2 separate regions of the Pan troglodytes genome follow, and region 2 is linked to region 1. A link is a contact called in public HiChIP or PLAC-seq data. All regions are on one chromosome and are shown on one strand. The core of a region is the stretch at or near the end of the contact, and the rest is flanking DNA. Distances in the headings are between cores, read along the strand shown. Region 1 holds the start of BAK1 (BCL2 antagonist/killer 1). Region 2 holds the start of LEMD2 (LEM domain nuclear envelope protein 2).

What was found. HiChIP or PLAC-seq counts read pairs in DNA pulled down with a chosen protein or histone mark.
Region 2: an H3K4me3 HiChIP or PLAC-seq map of stem cell-derived excitatory neurons shows a contact between it and region 1, with 5 times the contacts expected there. The contact joins the promoter of LEMD2 here to the promoter of BAK1 in region 1.

What each region holds. Positions count from the first base shown.
Region 1 is chr5:39,457,663-39,464,395 of NHGRI_mPanTro3-v2.0_pri, reverse strand. It overlaps BAK1 (BCL2 antagonist/killer 1), which reads left to right and starts at 2,319. Exons shown (of 6, transcript XM_518407.8): 1 at 2,319-2,753; 2 at 5,150-5,250. The coding sequence starts at 5,181.
Region 2 is chr5:39,666,499-39,673,231 of NHGRI_mPanTro3-v2.0_pri, reverse strand. It overlaps LEMD2 (LEM domain nuclear envelope protein 2), which reads left to right and starts at 3,672. Exons shown (of 9, transcript XM_001171510.7): 1 at 3,672-4,463; 2 at 6,070-6,110. The coding sequence starts at 3,728.

The DNA.
Region 1 (6,733 bases), core at 1,070-3,569:
TTCTCCTGCCTCAGCCTCCTGAGTAGCTGGGACTACGGGTACCCGCCACCATGCCTGGCTAATTTTTGTATTTTTAGTAGAGACAGGGTTTCACCATGTTGGCCAGGATGGTCTCGACTTCTTGACCTTGTGATCCACCTACCTTGGCTTCCCAAAGTGCTGGGATTACAGGCATGAGCCACTGCGCCCGGCCCTATTTTTATTTTATTTTTTTGAGATGGGGTTTCACTCTTGTCACCCAGGCTGGAGTGCAGTGGTACAATCTCAGCTCACTGCAACCTCCGCCTCCCGGGTTCAAGCAATTCTCCTGCCTCAACCTCCCGAGTAGCTGGGATTATAGGCGCACGCCACCACAACCGGCTTTATTTTATTTATTTATTATTATTATTATTAGTTTTTGAGATGGAGTTTCGCTCTTGTTGACCAGGCTGGAGTGCAATGGCGCAATCGCAGCTTACCACAACTTCGCCTTCCGGGTTCAAGCGATTCTCCTGCCTCAGCCTCCAGAGTAGCTGGGATTACAGGCATGCGCCACCACGCCTGGCTAATTTTGTATTTTTAATAGGGGTGGAGTTTCTCCACGTTGGTCAGGCTGGTCTCGAACTTCCAACCTCAGGTGATCAGCCAGTCTCGGCCTCCCAAAGTGCTGGGATTACAGGCATGAGCCACCGTGCCCGACCAATTTTTTTTTTTTTTGAGACGGAGTCTCATTCTGTCACCCAGGCTGGAGTGCAGTGGCGTGATCTCAGCTCACTGCAAGCTCCACCTCCTGAGTTCATGCCATTCTCCTGCCTCAGCCTCCCATGTAGCTGGGACTACAGGCGCCCGCCACGATGCCCGGCTAATTTTTTTGTATTTTTAGTAGAGACGGGGTTTCACCATGTTAGCCAGGATGGTCTCAATCTCCTGACCTCAGGTGATCCACCTGCCTCGGCCTCCCTTTTTTGTATTTTTAAAAGAGACGGGGTTTTGCCATCTTAGGCAAGCTGGTCTTGAACTCCTGACCTCAGGTGATCTGCCTGCCTCAGGCTCCCAAAGTGCTGGGATGGGATTACAGGCGTGAGCCACCGTGCCCGGCCTTTTTTTTTTTAGAGACAGACTCTCCCTCTGTTGCCCTGGTGCAATCATAGCTTACTGCAGCCTCGACCTCCTGGGCTCAAGCAATCCTCCCACCTCAGCCTCCCCAGTAGCTAAGACCACAGGCATACAACACCATGCCTTGCTAATTTTTTTTTTTTTTTTTTTTTTCGTATAAGCAGGGTATTGCTGTTGCCCAGGCTGGCCTGGAACTCCTGCACCTGGCCTCAAGCTATCCTCTTGCCTTGGCCTCCCAAATGGCTGGGATGGGATTCTAGGCGTGACACACTGCAGCTGGCTGCCTTTTTTGTTGTTGTTGAGACAAGGTCTTGCTCTGTTGCCCAGGGTGGAATGCAGTGGTGCAAACATGGCTCACTGCGGCCTCGACTTCCTGTGCTCAGGTGATCCTCCTGCCTCAGCCTCCTAGGTAGCTGGGACCACCAAATGCACAGGTGTGCACTACCATACCCAGCTAATTTCTAATTTTTTTTTGTAGAGACATGGTCTCACTTTGTTGCCCAGGCTGGTCTTGAACTCCTGGGCTCAAGCAATCCTCCCACCTCAGCCTTCCAAAGTGTTGGGATTACAGGCGTGAGCCACTGGGCCCAGCCTCTATTGAGTTTTAATCTCCGTTTACTTGACTATCACCTTCAGGATTTCAAACATCTAGAGACCACCAAGGTGCATGGTGCACAGGTCTGAATTGCAGGTTGAATCTCAATTTAGTATTAGTATTCCCCAATGCGACTACAGAACTGATTATTACTATTTATTTTTTTTGAGATGGAGTCTTGCATTGTCACCCGGGCTGGAGTGCAATGGCACAATCCTGGCTTACTGCAACCTCCACCTCCCAGGTTTAAGGGATTCTCCTGCCTCAGCCTTCCAGCTAGCTGGGATTACAGGCGCCCGCCACCACACCCAGCTAATTTTTTGTATTTTTAGTAAAGACGGGGTTTCACCATGTTAGCCAGAATGGTCTTGATCTCTTGACCTCATGATCTGCCCGCCTCAGCCTCCCAAGGTGCTGGGATTATAGGCGTGAGCCACCGCGCCTGGCCCAGAACTGATGATTAACCCAGCTGAGCCTCTGTTCATCTGAATGGGTATTGTCAACAGCACTCACTTACAAGAGTTGTTGAGAAGATCCAATGAGACAAATAGTTGCTAAAGTGCCAGGCATGCAGCAGTGCTTAAGAAACTTCTCACCCTGGGTTTTTTATTGGTATTGATTGATGTAGAGGTGGGGGAGAAGATCAAAGACAAGGATTGAGAATCAGGGATGGGAAAAGCAGTGGGCCACTGACAGCCGCTCTGCCTGCCTGGGAGGTGGGGTGGGGAAAGTGGGCGGGACATGCTCCTGGGCCTGGCCCACCCAGATCACCCCTACAGGCTGTCGGCCTGTGCGTCTGCATCCGGTGGCCACAGAGCAACTTCCTCTAGAGGGAGCTGATTGGAGCCGGGTGCCGCTGGCACCTCTATGATCACTGGAGTCTCGCGGGTCCCTCGGGCTGCACAGGGACAAGTAAAGGCTACATCCAGATGCCGGGAATGCACTGACGCCCATTCCTGGAAACTGGGCTCCCACTCAGCCCCTGGGAGCAGCAGCCGCCAGCCCCTCGGGACCTCCATCTCCACCCTGCTGAGCCACCTGGGTTGGGCCAGGATCCCGGCAGGTAAGCTGGAAGGGTCCTGTCCATCCTCCCAGATCTCAGCAGCCCCAGCCCCAGGGTGGGGCAGGGAGCCTGCCGGGAGCCGGGTGGGGAAGGGGAAGCTCAAGGCTTCCCTGGGCAGGTCTGCCGCCCCGGCTGGGGACCTGATCCTGCCATGCCTGCCTCTGGCTGCCCCTCACAGCTTCCCCTCTTGGCCCAGCCCTGGATGTCGGAGAACTGTAAGAACTGGGTCCTTTAACAGTCTGGGAGATGGGAGTGGAGGTCAGAGCCAAGGTCAAGGGCAGAGAGAGAACTTTCTCAGCGCTTGCTGCTGCCCAACATCCCTAGACTGGGTCCAGGGCCTGGCCAGGCATGTATCCTTGGGGAACATTCATCGGGGCCCAGCAAGCCCAGGAAGTTGGGGGTGGCTCCCCTCACCGGGAATTTAGGCCACTTGGATGGGGGAGGCAGAGCTAGGCCTGAGTCAGCATAGGTTGCTGGCCTTGGGGGGTGTTCTGAGGCTCTACCTGCTCCCCTCGGAAGCCTGGGGTGTTGGTAGAGGGAGATGGAGGTGCAGTCAGCATCCTCCAGCCCTACTGTCCTGGGGGTGCCGGGTCCTGGAGACTGGGGAAGAAGGAAGGCCATCTTATTTAAGGAGCTACGGGGGGTGGGAGGCAAGCAAAGCTCTTTTTTTTTGTTTTTTGAAATGGAGTCTCGCTCTGTTGCCCAGGCTGGAGTGCAGTGGCGCGATCTCGGCTGACCGCAACCTCCGCCTCCAAGGTTCAAGCGATTCTCCTGCCTCAGCCTCCCAAGTAGCTGGGACTACAGGCGCATGCCACCATGCCCAGCTAATTTTTGTAGTTTTAGTAGAGATGGGGTTTCATTATGTTGGCCAGGCTGGTCTTGAACTCCTGACCTCGTGGGCCACTATGTCCGGCTGCAAAGTTCTGTTTTAACAAGGCCTTGCCCCTAGAGGTGGAGGAGAGGAGGGTCTGCCTTCGCCGTGTCCCTGTCCGGCAGAGCGAGGAGGAGTGGGGAGCTGGGTGAGGGCACAGGTGGTCCAGCCCTCCTCCACCCCTTCTTGAGAGCTCTTGGGGCACTTTCGAAAACACTCCCAGGCCTAGCGGAAGGAGGGTGGGCGAAGGTCCCCAGGCCCTGGGCAGTGGGGGTGGGGCTGTGTGCTTGGCCCAGGGTGGGGCTGCACACCCCCTCCCTCTGGGATAAGAGGAGGGCGCTCTCCTTCTGAGGGCTGGAGGCTGCCTGGGGAAATGGGGCTCTGGGAGGGGTGCAAACTGAAAGTGAAACAGCTGACATCCAGGAAACACTCGCCCTGATGAGGGGTCACAGCAGGTTGGGGCTGCGGTCAGGCCCAGGCAAAGAGGAAAATTGGGGCTGGGGACAGAAGACCAGGTGTGTGGTGGGAGTATGAGGCAGGTTATGGGGCTTCAAAGAAGGCCCTGATCCTGAGGGCTCCCTCCAGTCACTGCAAGGCAGGAGTGGGGAAGGCACAGACAGGAGGTAAATAGGGAAAGTTGTCCTGAGAAAGAACACACTCTGAGGTCCACAAACTGGAAAAGAAATCTTGCATGCGTGTTGAGTACATGGACTCACAGAGATTCAGACAAACAACCTGACTTTCCGTGACTAACGATGTGACCTCGGGCACTCAACTCTTTGTGCCTCACTTTTCCTGCCTGTAAAGTGGGTATGATGGCGCTCACCCTGCTGGGTTCATGTGAGTTTCCAGTGTTCACCACCCACAGAGTGCTCCTAAGTGGGAGAGTATATCTTAGGCTCTCAGGAAATGTTTGCGGCTAACAGCCCAGAGTTAAAAAACAGGTGTGTTCTGGCCAGCCAGAGGGAAGTAGGGCCTCTGAGGGCAGCCTTCATGGGCCATTGGCTGGGCAGTGGCTCGCTTGCAATAAGCATGTGCTGGGTGGGCTGCAGGAGGCCCCAGGAACAGCTAAAAGCTAAAAACCCCCCAGGCTCTTGCCCCAGGAGTGGCATGAACTTGAGAGCCAGCGGGCACTGCTGCAGCCACACCCTCCTCGATGGTGCAGATACCTCAGTCTGCCCTTGGCTGCCTCACCTTCTTACCCTGTCTCCCTCGAAGAGGGAGTGTTCAGTAAGTTGTTTCCTCCCAGCAGACTTCACTGGGACCCATGCTGGAGTAAGAATAAAAAGTCCCAGAGGAGGCCAGGCACGGTGGCTCACACCTGTAATCCCAGCACTGTGGATGGCCGAGGCAGACTCACGAGGTCAGGAGTTTGAGACCGGCCTGGCCCAAGTCCCAGAGGACTAAGGGCCTTTCTGGGAATGGGGGATCCTCTCTCCTATGTGGACATGGCAACCTGTATGGGGTCCCCAGTCACAGGTCTGTGCTCACCCCCATCTCTGCTTTTTCTCGCCCTTCCCCGCAGGCTGATCCCGTCCTCCACTGAGACCTGAAAAATGGCTTCGGGGCAAGGCCCAGGTCCTCCCAGGCAGGAGTGCGGAGAGCCTGCCCTGCCCTCTGCTTCTGGTAAGGGTCTTCCTGCCCCCTCACCCATCCCATAACCATGAGTGCTGTCGTGAGGATGGAAGGAGCAGGACTCAGGCAGGCTCCTTCGCCTCGGTTCACCCACTGTGGGTGGGGAATACTCTTCCCCACCCACGGGCTCAGAGGCTGGAGCTGCTGTCAAGGTTAAGCCTGGGAGGGGGAGGAGTCTGGACTGGGGAGGGCCTGGAGGTTGGGAGAGGCCAGGAAGTGAGTGTAAGGTGGGCACAGTGCCACCGGGGCAGAGGGCGGGGTCACGGGCGAGGGAGGCAGGAAGTAGAGTGGGGCCTGGCTGCTGTATCCCTCCAGCGGGAGAAATAAGGAAGTAAGCTGGCCAATCACCCAGTCAGGTCTGCTCAACAGGGAACGCAATTATTGTGACTTGGGGAGGAAGTAAGATGGCTGCCCTCCTTCCCTCTTCCCAGGGGATAGCCAGGGAAGCCCCAGCTCACACCTCACGGCGGGCTGTTCCCTGGACTTGGGAATCAGGTCCCAGGTCTGTCACTATCTCCCTGTGTGACTTTTCTGGGCCGCAGCTACAATTTCAGATTTTGTTTCCCACATTTCCCTGCACGCAAAGGGCTGCGGAGCTGAGATGTACTAACGTAGACTCAGGACCCCAAATGCCCGGGACTGTCCCGGTTCCCCGGCTTGTTCTGGCTGTATGACCTTGCACACGTTACTCAGACACCCTGTGCCATTTTCCCCCTGCCAGCTGGGGATTGCCTGCTCCCAGGGCTACTGTGAGGACTCAATGCAAGTGCCGGAACAACTCTCCACACAGCATAAGCTCTAGGGGCGGCTAAGGTGCTGAAGTAGGGATATTTCTTTTCTTTTTTTTTTGTTTTTTTTGTTGTTGTTGTTTTGTTTTGTTTTGTTTTTTTTGAGATGGAGTCTCGCTCTGTTGCCCAGGCTGGAGTGCAGTGGCGTGATCTAGGCTCACTGCAAGCTCCAACTCCCGGGTTCACGCCATTCTCCTGCCTCAGCCTCCCAAGTAGCTGGGACTACAGGCGCCTCCCACCACGCCTGGCTAATTTTTTGTATTTTGTTTAGTAGAGACGGGGTTTCACCATGTTAGCCAGGATGGTCTCGATCTCCTGACCTCGTGATCCGCCCACCTTGGCCTCCCAAAGTGCTGGGATTACAGGCATGAGCCACCACACCCGGCCATTTTTTTTTTTTTTTTTGAGACAGAGTTTCGCTCTTGTTGCCTAGGCTGGAGTGCAGTGGCGCGATCTCGGCTCACTGCAACCTCCGCCTCCCGGGGTCAAGTAATTCTCCTGCCTCAGCCTCTTCTTGAGTAGCTGGGATTACAGGCATGTGCCACCACACCCGGCTAATTTTGTATTTTTAGTAGAGACAGAGTTTCTCCATGTTGGTCAGGCTGGTCTTGAACTCCCGACCTCAGGTGATCTGCCCACCTCGGCCTCCCAAAGTGCTGGGATTATAGGCGTGAGCCACCACACCT
Region 2 (6,733 bases), core at 2,423-4,922, 210 kb before region 1:
AGAGACCAACCAGGATCAGAGACAGGGAGGGTAGCCAGAGTAACCAGGAGAGCAAAGATGCCATTCCTCTTCACACCTCACCCAGGCTTATCCAGCAACATCTGCAAGAATCTTTCCAGATATCTGGCAATTACAGAGAGGTACGGATTACCCCGTGTTCATCTGGAATGTACTTTACACTTAACAGGACTACAGGTCATTACAGTGCAACTTGAACCTAGCTTCACAAAATGGAGATGATGAGGTATTTTCTTGGTAACCACATCGGTGTGATTTTAGCATTACTGAGCTATGTGGATTTGCCATGAAATTGAATAGTTAAAAGCAAAGAGTAATTGCCTGGTATCTGTATGCTGTAATTTAGTGTAATCTAATCATGGACAAAGCCCAAAAGAAAATATTCTCAAAGCATTACATTTTTCTTCATACACAATTTGTTATTGACATTTGGTAATATATTCCATGCCTTTGAAGGAACCCTTACTCATGGATATCGAAGTGTGAGAGCAGTCAAAAGAGTGAGAGATTTGTTTAATTTTCAACAGATTATGAAATACCATTCTGGCATTTCTCTGTGACTCCATTTTCCCCCTTAGCTGATGCACTCTCAGACCTAGAGAGAGGAAAAGAGTGCCCTCCTCTTCCATAAGGCACTGAGATGGAGCAGTGAGAAGCTGGGTGTTCCTGGGTCATTCCAGTCAAAATCTGAGCCCCAAATGGCCCCCACTTTTCAACCACAATCTCCCGGTGCCCTGCCCCCACTGTAATGCCACCTATGATGTAGTTTGAAGGAAGCCCTGAATAGCTGAGGCAATAATACGTGAGGCCCTCCATGAGGTGGATCAAGGACGAGTCCGTGGTCCCTGAGTATCTTTGAGGACCTGATAAATGTGTGCAGGGCTTTTTGCAGGAGGACGAGGAGAATGGAACCCACTAAAAGATTTATGGCTGTGATTATTATAAGGCTCTGCCAAGACAGAGAGAGGTCAACGGGACGGAAGGGAGTATGGCAGCCCCCCGGGAATCCAGAGCGTGCTCAGAGCAGCCCTTCACCTCTGCTAAATGTGTGCATGTGGTTACTAAGTAGATTTAGATATTGGAGCTTGTTTTTCCTCTTCAGCCTTTAATACATCAGGAAGACTGACCACAGCCTGAGCTGCTGCTCACCTTAAAAAAAAAACCCACAGCAAAGTGATGAGAAAGGAGGGCATGCAGAGCAGCCTCTGACTTTGCAATATTGCCCTTTTCTTTACAATAAGCCTTCCTGCCACGGACAGGCCCAGCAGGAGAGCCAGGCTGAAGGCACAGAAAGGCTGGCTGCCAGAAGCCCTGGCGGGTTTCGTGGGTAGCTCCCGAAGGGGCAGCAGTGGCAAAGAAGAGCTGAGGTCGAGCCCTTCCAAGTGGAGGGCAGCATGTGGATGGTTGTGTGGAGGAAAGCAAAAAGCAACACGCCAACTTCACTAAACCAAAGAGGGGCTATAAATCTGGGCAGGAACGTGACTGGAGCTGGGAATTCAGGATGAAATGGAAAGGCCCCAAAACTGGGAGGAACGCCTGACTAACTTGTGAGGTTCCTTCTCAGAGGGGGTGGGGAAGGGGAGCATTGATCAGCAAATTCGCAGTTAAGTGGTCACTGGGTGCCCCTTGGTGCACACCTAAAGGCCTGCCTGTAAGATCCTGCAAGACAAGGCCATCCACAGCCAGAAGCCACCATGGAGGTAGAAGGGCTGACCATGGGTGGCCAAAGGCCACAACTCCAAGCACAGTGGGTTCTACACCACAGGGAAGACAACAGGGTTCTGGGGGAGGGGCTGTGGGCCACTTGACCCTACGTGCGTGGAGCGGCAGCAGTGTCCCCAAACACAAGGAAGCTGACAAAGCCCACATTGCGTGCCACCACTGGGGGTGGCTCCAGTTCAGTCCATATTTTTAAATCGCCCTGAGATCCATTGTTATAAAACAGACCATAACTCTGTGAAATGCTGTAACGATAACTTTGTTTAAGCATTAGTTTCAAGCCCTCTTAGAATACATGGGGCCAGTACTGATGCCGAAAGGCTCATTCTTTACATATTGAACCGCACAGCTGCAAGGAGTTGCACAAATGTTACCAACTCATTTGTCATGCAAACAGTGCTTCAGAAAGAAATAAAATACTATTATGTGGTATATGTGTTAGGCAATCACTATATCAAATTCATGGCATTCCGTGCAAACACAGGCAGGGAAAAGGAAAACAACACTTGGTGAGAGAAATCACACCACATGGGAGCAGCTAAGTCAGGGGAGATGGGGAGGCTAACAGTGGAAGCTGACCAAGCCGAGGCTGTCATTTTCCCAGCAATTGTGGCCAGTGTTGAATACCCCTGAGGTGGAGCAAGTGGCAGGAATGCAAAACCCAGACAGAGGAGCATAGCATTGCCCAGGGTGTCAGGGAGGGAAGGGAATAAAGTGGGGAATGGGCAAGGGGGCTGCTGGGACAGATACGGGGCAGTTCCAGGGAGGAGGGGCCTGGGGGGAAGGGGAGAATGGAATGGCAGGGGTAGAAATGGATGGAACCTATTGGGCCGGCAATAAATGTTTGGGAATGGGAGTTGAGGGATGTGGAAGGAAGATTATAAACTGGTTCTATTTCCAGTTGCCACATTCCCTTGCTTCCCTTAGGGGTTTCCTGCTAAGAGCCTTCATGTAACCAAATCACCTGCCCTGTGGGAGGCTCTACACAGCACTGACACTGCAAAGATGTGGGTTAAGTATAAACACGCATGAACGTGTGCCAGGCACTGTCCCAAGCACCTTAGCCAAACTACCTCTTCTAATCCTCACAGCAATTCTATTGAGGTTTACTGGCAAATAGGCTAACAATGTTAATTGAATATGATCACACATCTAATAGTTGTGAGTAGGGATTTGAAATCGAACTGTCTGGCTCCAAAGCCCACAACCTAAACCACCAGTGAGGCTGCAAGACCGTGTATCTCTGGAGTCTTCTCTCTCCCATGTCTCCTTGTAAAAATCCCATTACGCAGACACAGGCCCTCCGCAGAGAAGCCTCAACTGCCCACTGGAACCCAAGGGCATTTTGCTCCTCTGCCTCCACCATGGATGCTGCGTCTCCTCCAGGCTGGCGCTCCTTGGGGGCCAGTGTCTGTCCTAAGGCAGGGATCGCACCTACTTGGTGCTCAGTGTTGCCCAGTTAACAAGCCCGAAGTCGGGACAGGGTCTTGGAGCATGCCTGGAGTGTACTCTAAGGCCCAAATAAAACCGGATCACACATCAGTCTCCAAGCCCAGAGAGGCAAATCATCCTGTCTCTCCATTCGTGGCAGTGGCTTCGTTCACCATTAACCAATTCATCTATTAAATCAACGCTGACTTTACTGAACGCTTACCACCTGCCAGAGGCAGAGCTAGGGTTGGAGGACTCAGAGATTAATACTGCTTGATCTAACAAACAAAGGGAAGTGGGAGAGCGGAGAGAGAGAGAAAAACAAAACAAAACAAAACAAAAAATTTAATCCCCCTTGGACCTTCCCACCATGGCGGCTCTAAGAGCCACGTCAGACCGCCTCATCATGGCCGACCAAAGGCCAAGTGCAGACCTTCCCAACATGGCGACCGACCTTCCCATCATGGCGCGTGGCCCCGCCCGCTCCGCCGCGCCTGCGGGAGGGAGCAGTTCCGGGTGCGGTGCGCGCCAGGGGCGGGCGGGGGGCGGCGTCCTGGCCATGGCCGGCCTGTCGGACCTGGAACTGCGGCGGGAGCTGCAGGCCCTGGGCTTCCAGCCAGGACCCATCACCGACACCACCCGGGATGTCTACCGCAACAAGCTGCGCCGCCTGCGGGGCGAGGCCCGGCTGCGCGACGAGGAGCGGCTGCGGGAGGAGGCCCGGCCGCGGGGCGAGGAGCGGTTACGGGAAGAGGCCCGGCTACGCGAGGATGCGCCGCTGCGCGCCCGGCCCGCCGCGGCCTCTCCGCGGGCGGAGCCCTGGCTCTCCCAGCCGACCTCGGGCTCGGCCTATGCGACCCCTGGGGCCTACGGTGATATCCGGCCCTCCGCGGCTTCCTGGGTAGGGAGCCGCGGCCTCGCCTATCCTGCCCGCCCGGCGCAACTCAGGCGCCGCGCCTCGGTCCGGGGCAGCTCCGAGGAGGACGAGGACGCCCGGACGCCCGACAGGGCCACGCAGGGCCCGGGTCTCGCGGCCCGCCGCTGGTGGGCAGCGTCTCCCGCCCCGGCGCGGCTGCCTTCCTCCCTCCTCGGTCCCGACCCGCGCCCGGGCCTGCGGGCGACTCGAGCGGGCCCTGCTGGCGCGGCGCGGGCCCGACCTGAGGTGGGGCGCCGGCTGGAGCGCTGGCTCTCTCGGCTTCTGCTCTGGGCCAGCCTAGGGCTACTGCTCGTCTTCCTGGGCATCCTTTGGGTGAAGATGGGCAAGCCCTCAGCGCCGCAGGAGGCGGAGGACAACAGTACGTCCTGGGCCGGCGCAGGGGAGGGCCCTGGGCGCGCGTGTGTCCGCCGGAGGATCCCCCGTTCCTGTCGGCGCCAGGCCGCGCACTTCCGGCCTTGTCAGCTGCCTCTGACCGTCTTCTCATTTCCAGGCCCGCCTTCTTCCAGCTGTGGGAAGAGAGGGCCAAGGCTCCTGCATCTGCAATAATTTCTGCCTTCACTTTCTCCTGTTCTCCTTTTCTGCCCCAGCCCTCCCTTCTAACGTCTCCCTTTCAATCACAAGCTGTAGTCACTGCTCCTCCAACCTCTGGTTTTCTCCCTGGAGAGGAAGCCACACCCTCCTCTAACAGATTCACCCCATCCGTTTGGGTTCTTCCCTTTTGACCTCTGGCTTACACATTTAGTGCCTGTTTGAAGGCATTCCAGATTTCAGTGGCCCACAGATAGGATCTGGTTGGGGGTCCCAGATTTGTAGCACCAAAAAGTCCACTCTCCACTTCTTTGAATCACAGGGCCGCCGCTTTGTCAACAGGAGAATCTACCAGCCTTGCTTGCCAGACAGGTTAAACTGATCGCAACTGGAGGCCCTTATCATTGCTTGTAGCACCCTCATGGAGTGTGTTAAGAGAGAGACTATGACTCAAGGATGCTCACAGCCATCCTTCTGGCCACATTTAAGTTACATGGTTAGATATGCCAATGAGAGGTCTGCAGGATACAGTATGTATCCGGAATAGCTGAGGATTGTGTGTTTTCTGAAAGGAAACATAGAGATCATTTCATTATACATTTAGGTATAAAGGGCCACTGTAGTTCACCAACTTTTAATACTCTTTACAAAGCACGAATGTGACTAATACTGTTCCCAGCTTCCAGCCAAGGCCACATCCTTTCATGCCTAGCAGGAACTGCCAAAATACAGGAAAAAGCTAAAGTATGTCTTAGCTGGCGTGGCAGATGGATGTTTGGGAGTGTACAAGTCTGTGGGCAAGGGTATTAACAGACTCGTGTGCAAACACCCAAATGATTTCCCCACTATGAGAGCATTTATCAACTATGTGAATAGTTTGTCGACCTGCTAGAGAAATTAAGGAGACCTGGGAGTGTCATGGTACTATAACTACACTGGTGATGTCAAACAGTATCACACTGGTACTCACTGCTGAGATGCTTTAAGACAACAGCGCTAGAATGTATGCTGGTATTTACCTGGACTTCCCCTCCGATTATGGTGTTAATCTCTGTTTAACATATCATTGTTTACAAAACTCCTATATTTTGTTTTGTTTGGGCCTAACTCCCTGAGTTAAGCAGGGAAGGCCCATTTGATCCCATTTTACAGACGAGGAGACAGAGGTTCAGAGTGGTTGAGTTGCCCAAGAAACTTGAGCTAATCATTTTCAGCTGGGACAAGGACCCAGCTATCGTAATTCCTAATCCAGGATTTGGATACCCTTACATTTTGCTGTCTGCATTTTAAAAGTGCCTTCCTTAGATGACATCTTTCTAATCCCCACCCTTGGCTTGGTAATGCTTTACTCCCTCCGAATGTTGTGAGTAGTCTCTTTTTGTATTCCTTTCTCAACCCACACTTAATTTCCTCTGTGTTTCTTTTCTTGGTCTCAGTGAAGTTATTGCCAGTGGACTGTGAGAGAAAAACAGATGAGGTGAGTTTGAGTTTCTCTGGTTTTTATTATTCTTCCTGAGGATATTAGCCTCCATCAGGAGGTAAACTTCCCCAGAAAAAGAATAGGATCATTTTCAGGGAGTGCTTCCTGTAATGTACCAGAGTCACATTGTGTTCTGTGATGTTCATGTCAGGCTCAATTGTGGCAGTGAAGGAATACTTGAAATAGAATTGACCTCCCAAAATCCAACCCTGGGCTTGTTATGGACACTTTCCCATCAAATGTAGCATCGGGGACTTTGATCTGCCTGAGTCAATCTAGGGGGATGCAGTAAGTTGTTGTTGAAGGACCCTCAAGCTCCCTGGCACTGGGAGGAAGGGCCGGCGTTTCTAAGCATCAGGAGGCCAAGTTCTCAATTCCACATTCTCTGTCTCCAGTGGTGCAGCTGTGGCTCTGAAAATGCTGTTCTGATTTGAAACATAGGGAGTTTGTTTGGAACACATCTTAAGTGGAATTAGCCCTCTTAGTCTACATTTAGATTTGTTTTATGAAGCTCTAATATTCCCTACAAATAATATTTGGGGAAGGCGAGCAGCCCCATCCATTTATGAATCATGAAAGCAGCATTATCAAGGAGCTGGGATGCTGCTTCTGGTGACAGT